Regions from separate parts of the Gasterosteus aculeatus genome. Here region 1 is linked to region 2. A link is a contact called in public Hi-C data. All regions are on one chromosome and are shown on one strand. Each heading gives the region's core, a stretch centred on a gene start, on an enhancer-like site or on the middle of the called end of the contact. The rest is flanking DNA. Distances are from core to core; before and after follow the strand shown. Region 1 holds the start of sox4a (SRY-box transcription factor 4a). Region 2 has its middle 22 kb from the start of nrsn1l.

The links. A called contact is a pair of places that touch in the nucleus more often than the background predicts.
Region 1: a Hi-C map of whole body shows a contact between it and region 2, with 2.4 times the contacts expected there. The contact joins the promoter of sox4a here to the enhancer-like site in region 2. A contact is called at or near these places in 2 of 6 Hi-C or Micro-C datasets (skeletal muscle and whole body).

Annotation. Positions count from the first base shown.
Region 1 is chr10:16,236,162-16,243,737 of fGasAcu3.hap1.1, reverse strand. sox4a (SRY-box transcription factor 4a) reads left to right here and starts at 2,934. Exons shown (of 1, transcript XM_040189043.2): 1 at 2,934-7,344. The coding sequence starts at 4,216. The coding sequence ends at 5,322. e2f3 (E2F transcription factor 3) reads left to right here. Exons shown (of 8, transcript XM_078081294.1): 8 at 1-375.
Region 2 is chr10:16,185,777-16,193,338 of fGasAcu3.hap1.1, reverse strand. No RefSeq gene overlaps it. Among protein-coding and RNA genes, the nearest start is that of nrsn1l, 22 kb to the right of the region's middle. Within about 2 kb of position 2,793, at least 3 of the 9 cell types and tissues checked have open chromatin away from gene starts, as enhancers often do.

The sequences.
Region 1 (7,576 bases), core at 1,685-4,184, 50 kb before region 2:
GCCGCGTGCAAGGAACCCCCCCAACCACTCATTCTCCACACGACCAGACATTTCTTTTATTTTCCGTCCCCGTTCTTTTTCTTTTCATTCGTTTCGCCGGTGGTTTCGTTCACCCGCCGAGGTCGCCGCCGCCGCCGCCCGGGGTCGTCGCATCCCTCTTCCTCTCTCCCGCCCTCTGTGCGTCTCCATGCAGCATTTTCAAATACGACGGAGAGGAGGGAGACCGAAAGAGAAACTAAAAAATGACTTTTTGGGAAAAATGTGTTCATGTGCAAACTTAAGCTTCGTCAATCCAGCGTGAAGTTCAGGCCTCAAAGTTTTGAAAGGAGCGAACCTGAAGCTTGATTTCCAAATTAAATTGGATCGCAATATGTAGTAATGTGTTCCTGTTATTTTGTCCACTCACCCATCTTTCATCCCCCTCCGTTCATCTGTTCTTCGCTCTGACAGTCGGATTGTCGTAAGGTGACAGCAGCAGGTGGGTGACACGCTGAGACGGCCACCTGCACTGTCTGCCACGTGCACACAACACACCGAGAGGACAAACTGTCTGCTGATGAGTCACACCGAGGGAGGAAGAGCGTGTGGGGGGGGGGGGGGGGGGGGGGGGGGGTATGCAAATGAATGCTTAGTCTTCAGTTTTTCGGTGTGACTCCAGAGAAGAGGGGACTTCCCACCGCTTTTTTCAAACTTTTAGTCCCTGGAAGAGATCCAGTTCAGTTAGCGCTGCACGTACGTACACACACAGAGACACGTGCACACAGAGCCCCCCCCCCCCCCCCCCCCCCAAAGAACCGTTAATGAGTACGACTGTTTGAAGCACGCACACTTCCTGTGCACTGCTTCCATTTCCATCTCGTTTCTGCTATCGGGTTCTCGATGCCCCCCCTTCCCCCCCCCCCTGTTTACGACACACTGGGAGTGTTTCTCTTCAGCCCCGTTTCCAATGAATCCATCTACTTGCAAACACATGAGCTCATTTAACCTGCAGTTTGCTCCTTGGTAAGACGGACTAATGTTTTATTTACACGTCGTAATAAACAGCGTCAGTGAGCTCTGAATTAAGGCTTCTGATGTTATTATTCTGCCACTGAAATGATTTCACAAGCATCGCTTCTGGTGGAACGTTTGAGTGTCCAGAGGTTTCTCACAATGCTGCTTTACAGCTACGACGATACAAGTACGTCAAAATAATCCAAGGAAACGCTCCAGTTTCATTTCCAGCAACACGTCCCCGTCCCCCTGCATAGAATCTGTCCCCCTTCATCCAACCCGCCCCGCTGCATCCAACCCGTCCCCCTGCATAGAATCTGTCCCCCTTCATCCAACCCGCCCCGCTGCATCCAACCCGTCCCCCTGCATAGAATCTGTCCCCCTTCATCCAACCCGCCCCGCTGCATACAATCTGTCCCCCTTCATCCAACCCGCCCCCCTGCATACAATCTGTCCCCCTTCATCCAACCCGCCCCCCTTCATCCAACCCGCCCCGCTGCAAACAATCTGTCCCCCTGCATACAATCTGTCCCCCTGCATCCAACCTGCCCCCCTTCATCCAACCCGCCCCGCTGCATACAATCTGTCCCCCTGCATCCAACCTGCCCCCCTTCATCCAACCCGCCCCGCTGCATACAATCTGTCCCCCTTCATCCAACCCGCCCCGCTGCAAACAATCTGTCCCCCTGCATACAATCTGTCCCCCTGCATCCAACCTGCCCCCCTGCATACAACCCGTCCCCCTGCATACAATCTGTCCCCCTGCATACAATCTGTCCCCCTGCATCCAACCTGCCCCCCTTCATCCAACCCGCCCCGCTGCATACAATCTGTCCCCCTGCATCCAACCTGCCCCCCTTCATCCAACCCGCCCCCCTGCATACAATCTGTCCCCCTGCATCCAACCTGCCCCCCTTCATACAACCCGCCCCGCTGCATACAATCTGTCCCCCTTCATCCAACCCGCCCCGCTGCAAACAATCTGTCCCCCTGCATACAATCTGTCCCCCTGCATCCAACCTGCCCCCCTGCATACAACCCGTCCCCCTGCATACAATCTGTCCCCCTGCATACAATCTGTCCCCCTGCATTCAACCCGTCTCCCTGCATACGACCCGTCCCCCTGCATACAATCTGTCCCCCTGCATTCAACCCGTCCCCCTGCATACGACCCGTCCCCCTGGAATACAATCCGTCCCCCTGCATCCAACCCGTCCCCCTGCATCCAATCCGTCCCCCTGGAATACAATCCGTCCCCCTGCATACAACCAACCCAGTGGTCCCACTGCGAGAGTCCCATTCTCCCACATCACTCCTCATAACGACACCGTCCCCCCAGGCGTCAACAGCGCGCCATATTTGGGGTAAACAGGCGGCTCCGGCTGCTCCGGCTGCTCTGAAGATGACAGAGCGATAGGCCGGCGCTGCCACAGCCGCACATCTGCCGGTGACAGAGTGGAAAGCTACCGACAGCTGCTCGTCACACATCAGATAAGATTACAGGTCTACCTGCATCACCTGTGCAAACAAACCGGCGTGCGCGGGGAGACAGAGAGAGGCGGCAGCGTAATCCAGTGGCAGGTGTACACTTATAATTAGTTCTAAGGGTACAGAGCGGTGAAGGAGCTCATTATTATTTATGTGTTTGATTTATGTAAGCACCGAGGGGGGTAAATGGGCCGGGTTGTGAAATTTTAAAGAGTTTATTCCTTTTTTTACCCTGACATAGATCATAGGTCATGAATTAGGAACACACACCCATTAGTGCGCGGAAACCTAATCACACAACGCGAATGCACATTTTGCTTAACTGCTGGAATCCGAGTTGTGATCAGCGTCTCCTGAAGGGCACAAAGTTCAGCCCCTCAGCGCCGTTGCGGGACTAAGACGATGACGTCACCGGCGCGATTTAACGACCGCAGCTCAAAGCGGCCGATTACAGGACGGAGATAAAGCTGCGCGCGCGCGCACGCACACACACACACACACACACGTCATCAGCTCACGTTGGCTCTAGCCTGACACCTAGCGACACCGGCTGTAACGTGATCCTACACGACATGTGCATGTTACCACAATGGAGCTGCTGTGGAGTCACCGGGACTTTTGTTTGTTTTGTGTTTGTTTGTTTGTTTGTTTGTTTGTGACACGCACAATCCTCTCCGGGTTTGAGACGCGTGCAGAACCTCCGTCGTTGACACTTCCAGCTGTGACGTAATTCCGCGAGCCGCCGCCGTGACGACCCGTGGGCGTCAGCTCGGAGGAGCCGCGTCCGGGCGCGTGCACTGCGGGTTAGGGTGTCCTCAGCATTTTTCCTTGACCCCCCCCCCCCCCCCCTCCTCCCCCACCTCCCCCCCCACACCCAAACACCACCTGCAACCTAAATGAAGCCGATACTCATCCACACAAGTAATGCAGTTCTAGGTGTAACCTTGACAGCTTCCCTGTGCAGCAGGAAAGGACAACGTGCCCCTTCAACAGACACGCGCACACACACGCACACGCACATGCACACACGCGCGCGCGCGCGTATAACGAGTTCGTCTTTCCTTCAGTGAAGTCTGACAGGAATGAGGTCAGACACAACGATCCTCCTTGCACATTATTATTATTATTACCCGTTTTTTCTTATTCGGCCAATGGGAGGCCGGGAGGGGGGCGGGGCCCGGGTGACAAAGTCGGTATGGAGACAGACGCCGATTGGCTCTGGCGTCTCGCGCTGAAGGTATAAAGGGGCGAAGTTCTCGTTGTTGTGTTTACAGTAATATTACGCAGCGCGCAGCAAACAGGGAGACTATGAGCACGCGCAGCCGCTCCATTCCACCACATGGTTCCTCAACCGCGCCGACGAGCTGCGCTGCACACCGCCGGGTTCGCATAAGGGACTTGAACCGCTGTGGCCCCCGGCGCCGCGTTCCGAGGCTCGCAGGGCGCGTTTTCAGCCGCACGGGCGGTTGAAACTTGCTGTTGGGTATAGTTTCGGGATACATATGTTCTTTTTTCGGTTGTTGTGTTTCCGCGAAGCGCACTGGTACGAGTTGAAAAAAAAAAAAGCAGGCGCGTGAAGAAAAGAGGAGACTCGGATGAACTTTTCAGACCAGTGTGGTTCTTAAAGCGCCCTAAATAAGACCAGCGAGGAGTTTTCTTTCTTTCTTTTTTTTTTCCTTTTTCGGTTAAAGCCTTTTGAGAACTCGGTCGCTGAAACTGTGTCTGGAGGACAGGATGGTGCAGCACATGAGCCAGACCGAGAGCGCCCACGCGCATTCTCCCGGCGGGGACTCCACGGACACGGGAGAAATGGACTTGGAGATGGACGTGTCTCCGTCCCTCTCCTCCGGGGTCCGGAGAGACTTGGCGTGGTGTAAAACTCCGACGGGGCACATCAAGCGACCCATGAACGCGTTCATGGTGTGGTCGCAGATCGAGAGGAGGAAGATCATGGAGCAGGCGCCGGACATGCACAACGCGGAGATCTCCAAGCGGCTGGGGAAGCGCTGGAAGCTGCTGAAAGACACCGACAAGATCCCGTTCATCCGCGAGGCGGAGCGGCTCCGGCTCAAACACATGGCCGACTACCCAGACTACAAGTACCGGCCCAGGAAGAAGGTCAAGTCGGGAAGCGGAGCGAGTAAGCCGGCGGAGCGCGGGGAGAAGAGCGGCGAGCGCAGCGCCAAACCCGGCGTGAAAAGGAGCCCCGCGGCGAAAGGAGCGAGCCGGACGCACAAACAGGGGGTCACCAAGAGCGCCGCGGGGCAGGACTACGCGTCTCCCGGCGACCACCAGGCCCTCTTCAAATCCAGGTCAGTGTCCGCGGCGAGGCAGATCCCGGAGAAGCGCGCCGGGGAGGCGAGGCGCGGCCACATGTTCGGCGGGGCCGGCAGCCTGGAGAGCGGGCCTCCCTCCGTGGGGGTCCCGGCCAGTCCCACCCTGAGCAGCTCGGCGGATTCCAGCGACCACGCCAGCCTGTACGACGAGCCGAGCCCCGCGGCCAGCGAGTCCTCGCGCACCGCGCGCCTCAGGTACGCTCGCGCCTCCTCCCCGACGCCCTCCGCCTCGCACTCCTCCTCGTCGGTGTCATCCTCGTCGTCGGATGAGGAGTTCGAAGACGAGCGAGTCGAACCGAACCCGAGCCCCGGGTTTGAGACCATGTCCCTCGGCGGCATGGGCTTCTCCGACCCGGAGCTGGACCGGGACTTGGACTGGAGCTTCGGGGAGTGCGGGGCGGGATCTCACTTCGACTTCCCCGACTACTGCACCCCGGAGGTCAGCGAGATGATCTCGGGAGACTGGCTGGAGTCCACCATCTCCAACCTGGTGTTCACCTACTGAAGAGGACCGCGGTGGCGAGAAGACACGACGTCACCACCCCCCCACCACCCTCCCCCACGTTTTGAACTGTTCTAATACCCAGGACAGGCGCGTGCGTCCACACCAGAATATTTCCGCCTTCCTTTCACCAGATGAGGGGGAGTGAAAACGGGAGAGAAAAGGTGGCCTGTGCGCGCGTCGGAGCCCCAGGTACGTTCAGACGGCGCTCCGCGCGCCCGACGGGAACGCGCAGAGGGGGGAGAAATGCTGAGTTTGCGTTCGGACGCGGAGGAGCAGTGAATGTAAGCGGAGCGCCGCGAGACACACGTGACAAACCAGCCCGCAGAGGACGAGGACCGAGACACGACTTTTGAATATCTGTGTTGATTTGGGCCGGAAAACGGGGGACATTTACTGGACCGCTCGTTTTTTTTTGGGGGGGGGGCTTTGTCCAAGAAACAGCCAACTCACATTGTCCATCAAGTTGCTATTCAGGTGTAGTTTTTTCCCCCCCAAACTCAAGATAGTTTTGAATATCAACACGCATGCCCTCTGCGATAAGGAGGATTTTGTTGTCGTTTAATGCGTAAAAATTAAAAAAAAGTTCATTGCTGCGTAATTACGCAATTTGTGTGACCGTAGGACACAATTCACTATCACCAGCTTCTCTTTCAACGGCAGGACTTGTAAACAAAGACTGACTCCAAACTTCAGAAGCCCTTTTTCTGAACCTTTTTAAACACTCAGTGCACAATTCAGGACCAACGTCCCCCGACGCGCGTCCTTTCCGCCTAGTGCTTCAAACTTTGTAGTTCCTGTGTCAGATGACGTTTTTTTTTTATATCGATGTATTTATACCGGCCAAACTTTTTTATACATAGAAGTATTGTTCTCGTACAGGTCTCGTTTGTGTTTGTGCACATACACCTGTCTGTATCCAGCGCGGAAGGGCTAGAAGTGTATCTTATTTAAAATGTCCGACTTCTCTCACTTTTAAGGAGACTTGAGTGTGTCATGATTTTCTACTTGTATTTTTGTATAAAATCTATAGAAAGGGGCTTTCCAGCGTGTTGGGTAGCCTCCAACATTGTTGTTTGGATCTACATCGGTGTTTAGACGTGCAGAGGGGGGGTTGGGGGGGGGGGGGGGGTTGTTTGGCACAATCTGACCTCACACAGTGTTTACAGTATTTACCCACATGCTTCTTAACGGCACAGTGGCTCCAGTTTCACCAGCCAAGTAAACAAAGCGCCACCGGTCTGAGTGGTGACTGTTTCCAGGACACATTAGACCTGAAGTAGATGCGTGTCAGATCCCAGAGAGTCACTGTTTGGATAAAGCTGATACCTCTGTGTGCTTTTTTTTTTTTTTTTTTTTTTTTTTTTATCATGATAAGTTTTATTTGAACCACTGGATGGAATTTCACACTCATTCCACTTTGCCTAGACTTTGGAGGGAGGGAGGGAGATGTATGAAGTGCTTCATCTGTTATTGCGCAAATTGCATCAAAAAATAGTATTTAACCTTTCTGTACCTGTTGGCTAAGTATAGCAGGCTAATTGTTTTCCTATATTATGGCATGGCAAATAGCATTTGTATTTCAGATTCAGGTATATGTAGCTATAGCTGTTGTGTTTAAGATTTTTAAAAGAATAATAACATGAAGATATTTATGTAAACTGACTGTACTATAAGCAAAGATTGTGTGTTTTATGTATGATACTGATCAACGACAGGCACTAGGACAGCCATCTTTGGACATCCTTATGTTGAAGATGATTGTGGTCCAGGAGTTTCTTTTTTTTTTTTTTTTTTTACCTTTGAGACATCTTGTCTATTGTCCTTTTTCTTTTTTCATTTGTGCAATAGGCTGTGTATGATCATGTTTTGTCCAATCATGCCAATATCATTTGATGTTTATAGCTCAAAACCAGCCAACGTTTGGGTCAATCACTGCCTCTCAGACCTCTGTACAGATTGTCGTTTTTTTTATTTGTTTTTCTTTTCTTCCAAGAAGGAAATAAAATCAGCTGGAACTGAAAAGTACAAAGTCTTTATTTCTTGTGTTTTTCACCATTTGTAAGAGCTGAACCATAACTAACATCCACAGTTTCATCTCGGACTGAATTGGAGCCATCGCACATATTGGAGCTCCGTGCATGCGGGGGGGGGGGAGGAATATCAGCCTTAATTCAGCATCGCACTCCACCGCTGACCCTCATTCACAAGATCCAACCCGGCGTCTGATGTTTACACTCTGCGCACGCGAGTGTGT
Region 2 (7,562 bases), core at 1,544-4,043:
TTGTGTTCTTTGAATGTGTGTGTTCGCCTCGGGGGCCGCTAATGACACGGGAGAGTCACCGAAACTGTCACATGACAGCACAGCCGGCGCATAATCCTTTTCATACACACTGTAGACTTTAGTATTTGGCTTGTGTTGGTACGTGTTGGTGTGTGTTGCCGTGTGTTGGCGTAGCATCCATGAACAGTTAAGTGTGGTGAGTGACATTGAGAGATACTCTCACAACAGAGCTTCACTTCATTTTTCATCACTCCATAAGTAGCTTATCCTCTTTAACGGCGGCAAACAGCGGCGACAGTCGGTTTAATAGGATCATGCCGGTCGTTTTCACCAAAGTGCCCCCTGAAGACGGGGTCTTTTGGGGTCTTTTGGGTTTCAACCACCACACGCAGTCTGTCCTCATCCAGGATTTGTTCTTTTTTAGCATGTTATTCAGTCGGCGATGTAGGCTCAAGCAGCTTGGGATGAGGGGCGCAGAATGGATAATATGGACATAGATTTAGATGAAGATATATAAGAAGATCTGTGTGGGACACGTGTAACAGGATAAGATCTACGGTGGAGCTGGTGATTTAAGATGCAAGGCAATGGGATGATGTGTGATGTACAATGCGTGTGATTAGCGATTTACACATCACAGCGAAGCAGCAGATAGGATGTTCAGTTGGAACATGAGATGCAGGATGTGGATTGTATGTCGCATTAAACGTAATAGTGATTTAAACGGCGCGGAAAATGTGACTTCCGAGGGCGTCAAACGCCAACGCTTTGTCCAATATCGACACGCGAGGCCTTCTCATGGTCGAGGTGATTCCTGAATCAAAACTCTCAGCTGGGAGGACTGTTTCCTTCGCCGACACAGATGATTCCACTGCGAGTGATGCGAGGATGGAGGAGCATCAAAACACCATTCGGAGTGAGAGGGAGTGGGGGGGGGGGGGGGGGGGGGGGGAGGCGACAGCCTCCATAACGGCTCGGCGGTTGAACGGATGCACGGAGGAGAAGGAGAAGTGTTTCATCTCCAGCCCGGTACTCCGAAAAGGTGTAAGTAAGTAATGGGTGCGAGCCGCCTTCTAACATCCCCATCACCGCTTTCTCGTCAGCACCTGCACCCGAGATGGCGCGGCGCACACGCTACGACCTCCACACACACACACACACACACACGCGACCTGAAAGCACTTTCACGGCGCGAGGAGCGAGGGGCGTTAAAGGGAAGACCCCGCAGGGGTCAGGAGCCAGCCGCTGAGAGAGGGGCCTGAAATCAGGTCGGGCTGCACTTATCCCACAGCGCCGACGTCACGCACCTCCAGCAGACGAGCAGCCCGCTCCTTTTTTTACCGCCGCCGATGGTGTTCAGGAAGCTGTCGCTGATATGCGCCCGGTGGCAAGGTGATGCTCGCCGTCTCTCCTTAATTCAGTGCTCCCGGGCCGAGCGGTGATGGATGACGCCAGGCTCATTAGGATAAGACAACAAAATCAATAGAGCCGGCGCAGAGGTGTCAGCGGCCTGTAAAAACCACAGCGAGCGTCTACTCGCCGGCAGCGGCGTGTGTGTGTGTGTGTGTGTGTGTGCTGTAGACGGGGAGCGGTTACGGGCTGAGTGATTGATGCTGATGGACACGGGTAATGGATAAACTCAAATGTAAGGGCTCTCGATGGGTGGGAGGGGAGAAGAGACGCATTCGGGGGGGAGGACGAAGGCGGGGTTTGGAGACGCAGTTTTGCCGCACAAAACAACATCCTCTCCTTTTTTAAAAGCGTGATATTAAAAAAGTGAGAGGAGCGACGTCTGAGATCAACAGCCGCTCGCATCGGTGACAGGAGGTCTCCTCCCCTGCGTCTGGGAATCACCTCCGTGCGACAATCTGTATCTTTCCCGAAAAGATAATGAATTAATTCAGATTTTTAGCTTGGATTTATTTGCCTCATGCATGTCAACACCTCGTCTTAAGGTGTCAATCGACTGCATTGGAAAGCGTGTGTTTTACCGCCATGGAAGTGATTGACGGAAACAAATGTTCATTTGGGTTTAACAAGAGTTGTGTCTCCGTCACTTCAGGCCCACGCTGAAGTGGGCTTCTTATCTCCTGATGCTGGTACTTTATGGCTGCACATGGTTAATGCTTATCTGTTGTTCTTGCAGTCAAGGCTGCAAACACATGTGCAGAACTGCACGTGCGCGCACACACACGCGCGGTTGTGGGGACAGATAGTCTTTGACAGTTTGCTGTCTGTGGTCTCTCGTGTAGCAGATGTCTTCCTGTGTGAGGCTCTGCTCCCTTTTCTGTTGAGCCTTAATGATGTCTCCGTGTGACGGCGGCAGGCTTTCGACGTCACGCAGGGAGGCTTGATACCAGCCGCTAACCCGTTTCCCATCCACATTACGGACCGGAATGACTTTCTCAGTAGTAATGGAATTCCCAAGTAAAGTTCATTCAATGGATCCCCACTCCACTGTCCAGTAATCGAATTGAAATCAAACCTAATTGGATTGCAGTTGGAATGGCAGTGAACAGTGTGTGTGTGTGTGTGTGTGTGTGTGTGTGTGTGTGCGGACGTCCCCTCTGAGCCGGTGCACAGCGTGTCCTCTGTTCTGGGATCTGCTGACAGTTGTTGGTACTGGAAGCTCCTCGTGTGGCATTCAATAAATTCTGGTGTATGATGTCATACTTTACTCCAGCGCGCTGAAATACACAATACTCTACTCTACTGTACTCTGCTGTACTCTGCTGTACTCTGCTGTACCCGGTCAGTACTCCACTATTCTACTCTAAACTCTACTGCTTCACACACTCCTCACTGTCCTATTGCTTTTCTCTACTCATCACCCCTCAAGCATGGTGGAGGTGTATCTGTGCTCCTACTCCGCAGCGCGGGTTCGCTCCACCTCGCTCCACCTCGCTCCACCTCGCTCCACGCTGTCCTACTCTGCTCGGAACAAACGTGCTGTACGTGAATCTCATCCGACTCGCTCGGCCCCAAACCTTCTCCTCTTGTCGTCCCCCTCGATGTGAATCACAGCGCCATGTGGATTTTTCGGCAAACTTTCGGTTCGGTTCGGGTTGGAACATCCAGGTAGGCCTCCAGTCTCATTATTTAGAAAGAATACCGTCCAATTTTTAATCAGCGGCCAACCGAGAGAGTCGGGGGGCGTCCCAAGGGTTTGTATCGTACACCAAGTCTCGATTTAGCCCAAGGTTGTTCTCTAGATATTAGCAGTTCCAACTTTTCCCCCTGTGTCTTTTCTTTTCTCATTAGATTCGGACTTCATTTCAGCCGTAGGCTCCAACAGGGCTCCAATTAGATGGACGACGGAATTAATGAAGTCCGTTTCTCCCTCTTTCTCCTCCTGCTCTTCCCTCGCTCTATTTATCCCGGTGCTCAGGGGGACACCCGGTCTGGATTCAGTCGGTGTGGCGGCGTTTTTTTTCTTTCTTTTCTCTTACTAAATTAAATATGTGTAATTGACGGTTTCATAAACAGAGCTAACCTTGCCAGCAGCGAGGGGGAGCTGCCGCCGTGAATATGCATCGCGCCGCGGCCCACGACCGCATCCACGAGTCCTCGGCCTCTTTGCTCGGGAGGAGAAAAGAGGGAGACGCGTGCACACAACAGTTCAGTGTAGGTGTAACGCATGTGACATAATGTCTCCTACAGCTAAAAGCAGACAGCGTTGTTCTCGCTGTGCTTTCTTTAGCACTCTGAAACTGGAGAGGTGAAAGCAGTTGGAACTGCAGAGACAGAGGGGGTTCAGAGTAAATGGCAGGTGCTGTACGCGTGCATTTACAGCAGCTTAGAGGGAGAATAAACAGCCCGACAACGTTAAAAAGGGGAGAAAAGCGTCACTTGTGTTCAGCTTTCAATGCCCACTGTAAACACTTTTATTACTTAATTGCTGTGTGCATTCACCCGGCGGTTTCCTTCTCCGACATCTGTATTTCCACGGCAGTAAAACAACTGAAACGTCATCTCACTCATTGCAAAACCTAAAAGTGAGGCGGCCGATTGCACGTCTTTCCTCACAATAGATGCGCTTGGTGTGTGCGCAGCTTTCCATGTGAGTCTGACCACACAAATGGTCACGTTCTGTCCTCCCGACGACGCTCCCGCCGGAGACATCGGTCACCTTTGACCGGCTCGCTCTTGCGCTCTCTGCCGTTTGGACTCGGCGTCTTCGCAGGACACATTGATGGAGTCAAACCAAAACAATGAGCTGAATGGGGGGGTTTGTCGATACCGGCATCCCTTTCCAGATGAGACACGGAAGCTTATTCATTATAAACCATTGATTAGAGCAGCTGTGGTGGCCTCTCTTTAGCGGTGTGATGGGGATGCAGAGAAGGGACAACATCTGGCAGCATTTCAAATGACAGCTGAAGCTGCACTTTTATTCACCTACATTCAGCCGGTCCTGTTGAATACGTCATCGAGAGCAGCTTTGAGGCGGATCGGATTTCAACTCTTTTATGGCACAAGTGTTTGCTCCAATACAAAGATGTCACCTTCAAGGGCGAACGGGACGTCACCTTGTGTGGCTGAAGTGTAACGAATGCACAAAACAGCTTGTGCACATAGTTTTTTTTCTTCCCCGCAGTCCTGCCATCAATAACAGAGACGTGTCCATTAGTGCGAGCGAGGCTGGTGCGGGGCAAACACTCCCTCTAGCATTTGAACAAACCTCCACCGGGACTCATTCCCCCAGACTCCCCTGGGGGGGGGGGGGGGGGGGGGAGGGGGGGACGACTGTACTGCCCTGCTGGATGTGCCTCCTTCACGCCTGCGGGGGCTTCCAGCAGCACGCGGGCCACGGCGACTCTCACAGGCCCTGAAACCACCACACAACGTCGGCGAGCGCGCTGCTTCCCGCCCGCCCGCCCGCCCGCCCGCCCGCCGGTCGGGGGTTTGGGATATTCAAATGAATGAATAAGGAAAGTGAAAGATGAAGAACGTGCCGGTGGAGCCTCTGACTTTGAGTAATGCTGGTAATTGGAGGGAGACATATAGGAATGCAGCGGGCGTGTTTTAGCAAATGAACACAAAAAGAACAGCCCCGTCCTGGTAGGCGTCTCATTACTTATCGCATCTCTGCAGTTGAGACAAAGAAAGATGCAGTGCAAACACAAAATTGTCCCCACAATCCAACGCGTTGGAATCGGGAAAGGAGCCAGCTGCGTGCAGCCGCCGTATTGTCAATTTATCAAGTGCGTACGAGCCGCACAAAGCAGCTGATATTTTCTGTTAGTGTGTTACGATCTCATAGCTTTGTCTGATTTATCGGCTGTCTGGCTTCAGTACTCTCCTGTGTGTTTAAGTGCTAATTAGAGTACAACACACACATGCACACTCACACGGAAAGACCACAGGCTCACAGGTGATGCAGACAGTATTTTATCACAAGAGAGGAGTGGGTGTTGCACCAAAAAGGGGCCTTAAATTACTGGTGACATCTGCAACAAGCCTCACACACACACACACACACACACACACACACACGTCTATATGCTCACACTACTCTGTGGGACAAATAAAGTGGCCAAAACACAATATTGGTTCTTCTCTCATATCATTTTTCTTTCAGGTTTTGGAAATCACTCCACTGCCGGCCGTCCATTTGTCTTCTTATCCCACTCTCCCCCCCCACCAGTCTTCAACTGACCCCCCCCTCAACCCTCCACCTCCGCCATCAGCCCCCCCCCACCACCCCCCCGAAAACCCCCAGACCCCCTCTGCTCGCCACCGCTCGGTGTGAGCAGTAACCCTGGATGCCTCGGAGGGAGAACTGCACCGAATCGCTCCATAAATGTATGAGTGTCCAAAATGAAGAGGAGCTGAGAAATGTGTGGGCAGCGGGCTGTGAAGCACGTCCAGGCTTACTAACAGGATCGGGGGGTGGAGGGTGGTGCTGGGGGGTGGATGAGTGGGTGGTTCGGGGGGGGGTTGATGTGGGGAGAACGGAGTGTGAAATGTCTGTTTTGACAGAGTGGGGTCGCACTCAGCAGGAGGGATTCTTTCTTTGCAATATTTATTTGGCGATGTGGGCAACATGCAATGAAGATGTTGGTCTTAATTATTGTCTTTTTGGCGTCCAGGCCCATGTACTGTCTCCCAGTGCGTTTGAAGTGTCCTCCTCGCGCTTAAAGTCAAGAGAACTGTTTGGAAACGGGGCCGGTACTTAAAAAGATACATGGCAGGTCATTGGATGAACCATCTGTCAATCAAAAAAGTCCTGCGCGTCATTCTCCGCTCCTCTTTCAATGAATAAATATCCTCCATCGCTGATAAAAATGGAAATGAATAGAAATATCTGGGAAAGTGGCAAAATAGGCCGAAGGTTCTCATTAGAACGCGTTAAAAGGATGCACAGAACCCACGATGCTTCTTTAAAGGCTGCTGGCCTCCCATGAGTTGCTTTTTCTCCCCCCGAGGCACTTACATCCACCAAACTTTCCAGTTTAATTCCTGTCTATATTCTGAAGGTCAGCGAGGGGTTTGTTCATTTATCATGCATCGCCTGATTTTTTTACAACATGTTATTCCTAAAAAACATGGTGAAAAATTGATGTTTCTGTATGTCTGTAGACCTTATTTTCTGATTCATGGAGTGTTAAAAAAGGTTTCCAAAATCTGCTGTGTAAAATCCTTTGACCGTATGAAACTGGCTATTAGAAACAAGCGCACATTAACCACGTAATCCCTCATTTGAATACTCAAGCATCCGTTGCCAAATCATTTGTGATGAAAGAAAATAATGGAAACGTGTAACACGAGGTTAGAAAAAGACGGTGGTCACGATGGTGGTCGTGGCAAATAGAATAGTCGCACGGCGGTCTGCGCACGCCAACCCTCCGGCCCCGCTCCCCGGCCGGCGGTTTAAAGGGCAAAGTACTTTGGCATTGAGAGTAGAATACATCTCGCTTGGCGGACTCGTTTAGCATAAATCCCCAAGGACCGCCGGGGCCGAGCAACATCTCCCCGTGTCCAAATCGGAGGAGTTACTTCGGAGAGTAGTCTTAAAAACCTCTGCTGTAAATCCATTTCATTACATAACCGCTCCCACTACAGCTGTGTGCTGTTACAGAAGCTTAGACGTATTTCTTTGTTTAAATGTACATTCAGCGTCTAGCGTTCCCCTCCCGATCCAAAGCAAACTTTAGGGTCACAGGCGAGGTCGTTTATTTGGGTTAAACTGTCGATATCCAAGCGAGCTTGAATCAATAAACATTAATAATAATATTGCGAAGGGGAAATCGTACGGCAGCAGCCGTCGAGCGGAGCGGAGCCGGAGGGGAGACGTGTTGAGTTTTATGCCAAGATCTTGAATTATAGAGTCTTGACCGACTAGAAAACGGAGCCGGAGGAGCTTCATGGAGGGCTGCTCGTTCCTCTGCTCGTTCCTCTGCTCGTTCCTCTGCTTGTTCCTCTGCTCGTCCCTCTGCTCGTCCTCTCCCTCGTCCTCTCCCTCGTCCTGCTGCAACGATGCACATTTGTTCACCCCGTCACATCTTTGTCACTCCTCACTGATCTATTCTCTCTGTTTGTCTCCCCCCCCCCCTCCCCAC